Regions from separate parts of the Zea mays genome. Here region 1 is linked to region 2. Evidence: chromatin contacts called from public Hi-C data. All regions are on one chromosome and are shown on one strand. Each heading gives the region's core, a stretch centred on a gene start, on an enhancer-like site or on the middle of the called end of the contact. The rest is flanking DNA. Distances are from core to core; before and after follow the strand shown. Region 1 holds the start of LOC100282594 (Serine/threonine protein phosphatase 2A 57 kDa regulatory subunit B'). Region 2 holds the start of LOC100194209 (Ribosomal protein L7/L12-like).

Region 1 (4,668 bases), core at 1,615-4,114, 150 kb before region 2:
GTCAGCACTCGGCAGTCTTAAGTTACAGGTATCCTTGCCTTAAGAACATAAACATCCGGAAATAGTTACAACTTACTACTACACTGATTACCCATACCAGCAAAAGGAAAATAATAATAAGCAGGAGCAAAATAGAGAACACTACACTTGCTGCGCCTCACCAAAAGGGGGGGAGAGCACCACATTCGCTTGTTCGGCATACATGCATGAGCTAGATCATGGTGGCGATCAGATTTGCTGACGGCCGGTGGCCTACTAGGACGGCTGTATGGCCAGTCACTGGCTGGAAAGCTGCAGCTGACTCGAGCTTCTCCCACGTAAGTCTACGCTTCGCTTCTAGCGACACGCGTTTTTCTTCTTCGTCCTTGTACTTCGCCAGGCATGACGAGAAGAGATCGTCGTCCATCTCAGATAACATTTTCTTGACATTCACGGTCAGATTCAGGACCGCCTGGTTCCAGTGATTCTGAATGTTTTGCTCTAGCGCTGGAATGACAAGAGGCATGATCACTTGGCGGTTTTGTGCAATCAAGCTGATAATGTGATCATTGTTCCATACGAAGAGCGCTCTTTCAGCAACCTGAAACAATGCAACTTGTTAGGGCAACGACGACGACAACAAAACTGCCAACATAGAGGATTTGTTAAGGCAGCAACTGCCAACTGTTAAGGCAAACCTTAAAGACAGAGCATCCAACTGTGTTTTTATGTTTAGACCATTCCAATGCTTAATGCTGGTCCAAATCCAAGTATCTGATGTTTTCCATATTAAACAGCATATAGGGGGGCCTATGCATGGCATGATTTAGTGGTGACTGTGACATGATTGCCCACTGTTGTTAGTGTCCACAATTATTTCAGATGTTTATTCATTTGGCATGTTGACAAATTATGACCTTCAAATGCTAGTCACATGAAGGGACTAAAATAACCTGGTTGTCAGAGTCTGATTGAGTTATATCTACTCCTTTTTTCCAGACTTGCCACCAATAAGATTAGGTTTATAGTAGAAGTGGTAGGTGCAAGTAATATAGAATGAACCTAATTCCATATGGCACCTGGGTTATTGAGATGCATACTGCAACAAGCAACTGAAACACTTATTAGATTAGATTTGTCAGGGCATGTTACCTGGAAGTGGGAACTGGTAATACAATGAGCAATTCGCCGAAACAACGGTACCATACATTTCTGAAATTCTGCTTGGCTGGTAGACTCCAAGATCTCTTCAATCTCACTGAGAAACATCACTTCCTTCTGACAGTTTGTTATCGGCCAATATCTTAACAAACCAATTATCACTGAGCTTGCAAGCTTTGGGTCCTTTTCCAGAAACTGTGTTACACAGTAGGTCAACTGCTGAAGATACACACCAACAGATTTTGGTTTGTGTAAAGGAATCAGAACTCTCCAAAGAAAGATCTTGTGTTCTTCTTTCAGAGGCAATGCAAACCCACTAATGACACTGCCAAAGACCTCCAGCAGCTCCGCGATCCCATTGTGCCGATCAGTCTCAAAGACAAACTGGTAAAATATGTTGCTCACTGCTTTGCGGATGAAAGGACGGTGTACCATGAACTTCCCATATACCCTGTGCAGAATAGTTTTCAAGCAATCCCTCTCTCTTGGATCCTCGGAGTCAAGAAGATTAAGGAGCTTCACGATGAATGAGTGATCAAAGTGCTTCTTCCCTACCTTCGCGTCCAAGGACGAGGATCCGATAAATTTCAGCAGCAGCTCATAAACAAGCTGCAGGTGGCACCACGCGGGGTCGAACATTGGCTCTTCCTCGTCGCCCTCACCACCACCTGATGAGCCAGATCTGCAACTCGGAGGGAACGCCCGGAACAGGTTGATGGCACACATCCTAGAGCAGGCCGCGATGGCTGCCTCCGAGAAGCGAGCGTTGGTCGACTCGACAAACTCTATAAGATCCAGCAATGCCTGCCTCTTGATATCCTTCTCCACTGAGCTCTTGTTCGGGTCCGAGAAATCGAAGACGACGCAGCACAGGCTCAGCTTGCTGACGAACAGGTTCTGCTTCTCCGAGTTGGGGACATCCTTGAACGAGACCAGCGGCTCGATACCGGCCACGACACTCGAGGGGAAGACGGCGGATGACATGCGCCGGATGGCGGAGGCCGGGCGGCCGGGCGGGATGCTCCCGCAGCTGCTCGTGCGCTGTATACCGGTGCCATTGCTGCACTGGCCCGAATCCCCGCAGGCCGGCGACTTCCGGGGCAGCTTGCTGAGGAGCTGCTTCCACATCTTGCGCAAAACCTTGACGGGTTCGTCACACCAATACCATGGCAACAGTAAGCCTTTCCACTGTCACGCCAGCACTAGCACGGGAACGGAGCAAGAAGCAGGATTACTCGCCAAAATATATACTACAGCTCTACCTCTACGTTTAAAGCGGCGGCAAGACTCCTCCGTAGATTTCTGGCACAGAAAAAACACAGCCCGAGAAAATGCAGCTAAATCTGGACCACGCTGAAGCAAACCAACCGAAGAAAAAGTATGAGCAAACCCGAAAACCCACCAGAGCTGAACGGACCCGCCTTGAAACCTCGAGCGAGAAGAGGAGGAGGAGGAATGGCAGCCGCCAGCCAATCTGGAGCTAGAGCGAAGGCCGTCACCACGGGAAGGCTGGGTTTCGCTCGGATCTGAGGCTCCCGGCCACGCGCTCGCCGGATCCAGGCGGCGTGGCGCTGGCGCGGCAGGTGGAGGAAGCGGAGACGGGAGAGGAGCTAGCACGGGGCGACGGCGAGCATGGGAGGCATTGGGAACCGGATCGAAATCTGCAGCGCCGCGCTTTGTCCGCTTCTCGGGACGGGATGAGAGAGAGAGAGAGAGAGAGGGCGAGGAGTGGAGGAGGGGAGGGCTGTGCCTGTTTGCTGTTTCTTGCGGGGAATGGTTTGTTTATCACGGGGCATGTACGGACAAAGAAGCAATTAAAGTGACGGTCTGCGGTGTACGGCTCACGAGGCCCGTGCAGATAGATGAAGCGAAATCTCATCACCCCAAATCCGGTGGCGGGGGCTTTGTCTACAGCTCTCCTAACTCTAATCCAAGAAAAAAACGGATCTAGGTTTTTTTTCTTTCAGAGAAAACTGTGTTCTTTTTTTTCATTTTGCACCCTAACGTATGGGGCCCAGGTGGCAATGAGACAAGAAGCGAGGTGGATTCACAGCTTCTGTATCGAAGAGGATCCTGGCTTTACTTGGGAATTGCTCCCGCTTTGTCGACGATTAAACGGGCGTAATTGCGCAGGAACGCAGGGGTGCATGTGCAAACCGCAGGCTTTAATCGGCGGTCCGGCGCCCCCGTCCTTGGGTGGGCACGGCGCTTTAATTCGAAAGGAGACGTGGTCACGGGCGGGGAGGGATTATCCCGGCCGTCCGTCGGCCGGGTGCGGGGACGGAGGGGGCAGATGGGTCGGCCGCGCCCGCGTACCGTGTGACCTCAGCGGCGGCCGTGCGGTGGGCCGGACCAGCAGCCCCGGCTGGCCGGCTCCGTCGCTGTCCCGCCGCAGGGGGCCTGCCGGCCGCGCTGCAGCGACGAGACTGTGCTTGCCTGTAGTTGGCCGCGGGCTCGGCTCGGCGTCGGGAGAGCGTGGCAGCAGACACTCGGCATGTGCGGAACCAGCGCCCATCCGTCACAGTTGTGCAATGAGAGGGTGCAGTGCAGTGCAGGCATACTCATGCAAAAACAATCACGGAACACGAGCTCCTCCGGCAATTCTTCAGTTCTGACCGTCTTGGCAACTCCGGTCCAGGGCCTCCATCATGCACGCATTCATGCCTAGTTAGTAGTGTGACAGATGACTGATTCGAACGCTCATTGCCCTCATTATATTGGCGCCATGGTCCCTGCCCAGTACTTGTAAAGGACATTTGCTGAACGAGGCGTAGGCTACCGTCACAAAGGCGCAGTGCTTAGGGCGACTGTACACCTTTTCTATAAGGCTATTGTTGGGGACTTGTTCTCAAATGCTAAGAATTAAGAACAAGGCAACATAGAAAATGTTAAGTGTAAAAGTCCTTCGTCCTCCATAACATTATATCCCTTTGGGATATAAAGCATCTCGGACGAAGGTTACGAAGGACGTAGCTTCGTAAGCGTGACAATGAGGAACGAAGCATTCATATAAATCATGAGATATGAAAATACTTAAATGTTATCATAAAATCATCTCCATTTTTATTATTATAAACGAATGTAAATGACTCCAAATTACAAATGTACCTTCGGTCTTGAAGAATACAAGTGTGATGTGAAGGCAAATGACAGGTTCGTGTGTCCAGTACGGGGGTACTGTTCATCTATTTATAGACACAGGACGCAGCCTGTGACGAATTATAATTATGCCCTTTACAAAAGTTTACAACATTATCTTAGACCTCTATGGATAAAAAGGTCATTCTATCTTTATGTCGGTTTGCAACGCCGAAGCTCTATAAAAAGGAACCTTCGGCCATTTCCTGGGGACGATTTCAGCCGAAGCTGCTTCTTCACGCAAGACCTTCGGCGCAACGAAGCATGGCCCCAACAGCTATCCACACTCGTTCTTAGGGATAAAACGGTTTCAGAATTTTTCGGAATTTCGGAAACCGGTTTCGAAATTTTTCGATCGGATTCACCGGTAACGGTATTTTTTGAAAACGG
Region 2 (4,781 bases), core at 664-3,163:
AGGTATTTTCATGTCACAGTCGAACATTCTTGTCGATCATTGGTGGAGTTGTTGCTGGAATCTGGGGATTCACAGGCTTGACGGGATTTGTCTTCTACTTTCTGATAATGATGGTTGCATCTATCGGGCTCTTAGCAAAGTCAAAGTTTTCAGTGCAGACATACTTCGATAGTTGGACCAGGATTTCAATTGAAGGAGTTTTTGGTGGCCTTATGGTAAAGCCCTTATTTTACTGCCATGTCATACTCTGTTGCTTATCATGTTGTTTAATGATGTACTAATACAATGCAATTTTCTTTGCAGTCATTCGTGCTGTTCTGGACGTATCCTTTTTCTTCGATAATTTATAAACAGTCTTGTTCATACTCTATTTCTGTTCTTCATGTGCTTGTGTAGATAGGCTGAATATTGCAAATAGTTGGGATGGTAAACCAACATGTTCATACTCTACTGGTTGCATATTGGGTAACATACTGTTGCCATCTATTTTGGTGGAATATAAATGAACAATATTTTAGTCAATCGGACAAAACAATCCCTGAACCAGCGAAGCAGTTTATTTTTCCTAATCTATAAACATGTTTATGCTTATTTCCTATCTATGTTCAACTGGTTTAGTGTTGGTCCTTCTCTGCTCTTGTTCATCCTTGATGAGAGAGATAGATTTGCTTATGACATTGTTCATATCTTCTGATGGACGTAGAAAGAGCTACCCTCCAAGGAAAATATGGAATTTCATCTGATGTCGAACATTCCCAATGGGCTCTTTGTACACTCAGTTTTTATTTTGGTAATTGTTGATATAATATTTTGTGATACTATATCGTTGGACCTAAGCAGAGCTCATAAACTGATGTAGCAACTCCTTCGCTTGGATGATCTGTAGCAGTTGTGATTTGTCATTTCCAGTAATGAATGTAAACTTTGATTGATGGACACTCGGATTTTTTTGCATTATCACTTGAAATGTGAATGGCCGGTCTGGTGCTGTCTCACTGACTGACTAAGTCTACTAAGTCACCAGGTCACGAATTCGAAACAATACTGAGGGGTGTTTAAATGTACTAAAGTTAGTTTGTTGGTTATAAAATTGCTAGCTTACTAGTAGCTAGCTTATTAAAAATAGTTAATACCTAAACTATTAGCTAGTGTGTTTGAATGTCTATAGCTAATTTTAGTTACTAACCATTAGCTTTAGTGCATTAAAAAACCCCTAAGGCTTAGTTTGGGTACTTTAGTATTGAGTTTAATCCACATGTATTGAGGTTAATTGGGGTGTAATTTAAACTAATTTACACAACAATCCACATCAACATAAGTGAATTGGGTTCAATACTTGAATAACCAAATAAAGCCTAAGTCACTGGTCATGAATTCGAAACTATCTTTCTGTATTTATGGTGGGCTTGTCTTGTGAAGGTTTGTCTCAGCTTACTAATTTGTTGGTTTATCCTTTGCTAGCCCAAAATAGAGTTTCTTTTCTTTTCGAGATCAAAATGACTGAAATTGCTCGGACAGTCTGACTGCTTAATTCACTCTGTTAAATCTTATGAAATATTTAAATGTACTGGAGCTAATAGTTAGTGACTAAAATTAGTTAGAGACATTAAATACTCTATCTAATAGTTCAAATATTAACTAATGTATCGTGGATCGTCAAAATAGACAAAAATAGTATTTCTACGTAAAACACTCATAAAGGGTATTTCCATTTAACTACCCAAACAGGATATTCGTTTTTTTCTTATTTTTGATGATATTGTGATGGAACGACGAGCCTATTTCTTCGCTTTTTCGCCAACAAATCTTTTAGTAAATTAGTTAATTACACTGACAATTTTTTATCTAACTAACTATTACGTTCAAACATCCTTAGTCTAGCTCAGTCCTGCCGAACCTGACTGAACCCATCTCATCTGAGGGGGTTATCGGGCCGAAATTTCTACATGGGCCTAACCCCAGATCCAAGCTTCCAAACTCATCGCCCTCCCCACGGCCAGAACCCTAGCCTCGTCGCCATGGCCTCCTCCTTGCTCCGCTCCGGCCACCGCCTCTTTCTCCGACGCCACCGCCTACCCGCGGCATTCTCCACCGCTACGGCCGAGGAGCTAATCGACGTACGCAAGCTTCCCACCAACTACGACCCCTCCACCTTCGACCCGTCCTCCCCGTCCCGCCCGCTGCCGTCCGACCGCGTGTGGCGCCTCGTCGAGGATGTCTCCTCCCTCACCCTCGCGGAGACCGCGGCTCTCTCCTCTCTCCTCCTCCGCCGCCTCGACATACCCTCCGCACCACCCATCGCCATCCTCAACTCCGCCGCGGGGCTGGGCGGCGCCGCCACGGCCGGCGCGGCGGGGGAGAAGGCGGGGGCGGCGGCGGCGGCGGCGGCCGAGAAGACCGTCTTCGAGCTGCGGCTGGAGGGCTACGACGCTGCGAGCAAGATCAAGGTGATCAAGGAGATCCGGTCGTTCACCGACCTGGGGCTGAAGGAGGCCAAGGAGCTGGTGGAGAAGGCGCCTGCGGTGATCAAGGGCGGCCTATCCAAGGACGAAGCCAAGGCGATCATCGAGCGGATGAAGGCAGTTGGCGCCAAGGTCGTCATGGACTGATCAGAACAAGCCTTTTTCAACGGTGAAATCCTGCAACTGCGAATCTATGCTTCATTTCAGATCAACTTTAAGTGCAAGGATGGACGGGTGGATTGTGGACAGTTCCTCTATGAACTTGCGGAAATTGATGTGGCACAGCGCTAATAGGTTTTCAAGCACGTTAATCAAATGAACATTGATCCTGCAATGCTATAGGGTATTGGCATCAATCGCTCGTCATTATGTTCGAATTTGTGACCTTTCAATTGTGGGAAGTTAAAATGACATAGTTAGTTATTTTGTTCATCGCAGGGTCTTGTTTGAGACTGGATGTCCATATGGATACAATAACATTTTGCTCTTGTTTCTGTGAATGTACAAATCGATTCTTATTGAATGCAACTTAACTCTCGACTGTTGTTGCTATAATGCTATGTGCAGGTGGCCAGGTGCTGTAGCTCCATGCGCTTCTCTATCCTCAGGGTTGATGCCGCATGCTGCTTGGCTCGGCACTGTTACTGAAATTTCGAGGCTCAACGGTCTTCAATCATTCATGTCATCATGTGTTTCTTCTTGTCCTGTTTAGGAATAGCCTTCGCTAACAGGAAACAGGGAATAAATTATTTCTAAATTTGAGATAAAAAGCATGCACAGTTGGAGTATTAAAGCATGTGTTCTACTTCTAGGCCTCTGGTTGACGTCTTGCCTTACGTAGACTGATTGGTACACTGTCTCACTCACGGTTTGCCACACCTAAAGTTAGGCTAGTTTGACTAGATTAGAAGTGTGTTTTGTTTGTAGCTATAGTTGTGATAAGATTTTTCTTTCATTAATGACTTGTAAAAACGTTACAAAATTCTTTTAGGCATAACAAGATGTGGCAAAGAATTTGAGCGTCTAACCTTAAACAAGTGGTAGAAAATATACGGTGATTTTTAATACATTAGGTATACAATCAAACAGGAGACTTGGAGCCCAATGTTATGGCTCATGGTTTACCGTCGATACATTATGAGAGATATCACGATTTCAGAGCCTTTTTTATATAATAGAAACATAATGTTCTATCCTTTTGCAGTCTCCTGCATATGGTATTATGGATCGAAAAATAACAAATATTCACCATAAAACCATAAAACAAAAGGAAACATCCATAGTGAACACATCAACATATCTAGTGCCCTCTAATTTAGGATTAGATCTCTATTTATAACTAAAATTTATTTAGAATCCGAACATTTTATGAAAAAACGTTTGGACCATAATCCACTACCATTCCTAATTAAAGCTGCATCAAACAAATAGCCAACTTTAATTTAAAGCGAACAACCCCATAATCTACACTAAAGATCAACACAAAGATTCTATACACAAAAGAGACGTGAAAAGATGACAAATGAAATGATCGTGACTGCAAGCACCAAAAAGGTCTAGAAAAATTCACGTAGCGCGTCCTGGTACAGCAGTGAATCGTCGTGCAAAGTTGTTTCTCAAAAAGATTCAGAGAAAGGATTCAGTTAATCTGCTGTTTTTTGCTGTATTTCCTCATGCTTGCGTTCTTGGAGCACATGCTTTCGATGCAATTGATCACATCTCGAGGCTGAAATACTCGTGCTTAAGAAAACATCCAGGTACCCAGCATTTGCATCTCAAGTTACAGAACAGAGTTCAGGATCCCAGGGCAATGCACAACCACTAATCCCGTTTGTAATATTACAGCACAACCTGTAAGGGGCACGCATCAAAATATCTGAAGCCAACTGTGTTCATTGGTCAGCCTCAGGCTTGCTACCATTGGCCTCGCCATTGCCTGTGTGGTTTTCTGGCGAGGTCGTCTGGGGTTCCTGCTGCTGCTGCCCCGGGCCTGTACTGGGTTCAGGATGGAAGTTGATAGGGAACTTGGTGACTCGGGGCTTGTCGGCCAAGATATTTCTTTGCACCCTGTCAATTAGCACCTTTGCTGGAGGCTCTTCTCTCAATTGTTCATCATCATAATCATTGTTCACGTAGTAGCCTACTCTCATGAACTCCTGGCCCATGTAAGAGCATGTCAATAGCAGCACAGTCACACCAATTATGTCTTCCTCACGTATCTTTGAGGGATCCGGTGGGTCAGCCTGCAGTTGGATTGCCATATTGTTTCTCAAAACTGGGTAGATATGACAAGGCTTAACACAAAAGGGAAAAATCACA

What was found. Hi-C and Micro-C count contacts between places; a contact is called where the count stands out from the background.
Region 1: a Hi-C map of leaf shows a contact between it and region 2, with 7 times the contacts expected there. The contact joins the promoter of LOC100282594 here to the promoter of LOC100194209 in region 2. A contact is called at or near these places in 6 of 25 Hi-C or Micro-C datasets (ear, endosperm, leaf and 1 more).

The regions. Positions count from the first base shown.
Region 1 is chr6:174,713,737-174,718,404 of Zm-B73-REFERENCE-NAM-5.0, reverse strand. It overlaps LOC100282594 (Serine/threonine protein phosphatase 2A 57 kDa regulatory subunit B'), which reads right to left and starts at 2,864. Exons shown (of 3, transcript NM_001353132.1): 1 at 2,543-2,864; 2 at 1,132-2,442; 3 at 1-580. The coding sequence starts at 2,268. The coding sequence ends at 212.
Region 2 is chr6:174,557,805-174,562,585 of Zm-B73-REFERENCE-NAM-5.0, reverse strand. It overlaps LOC100194209 (Ribosomal protein L7/L12-like), which reads left to right and starts at 1,913. Exons shown (of 1, transcript NM_001139252.1): 1 at 1,913-3,438. The coding sequence starts at 1,947. The coding sequence ends at 2,609. LOC100382435 reads left to right here. Exons shown (of 4, transcript NM_001368199.1): 2 at 20-215; 3 at 304-323; 4 at 664-940. The coding sequence ends at 694. It overlaps LOC100283736, which reads right to left. Exons shown (of 3, transcript NM_001156635.2): 3 at 4,182-4,705. The coding sequence ends at 4,355.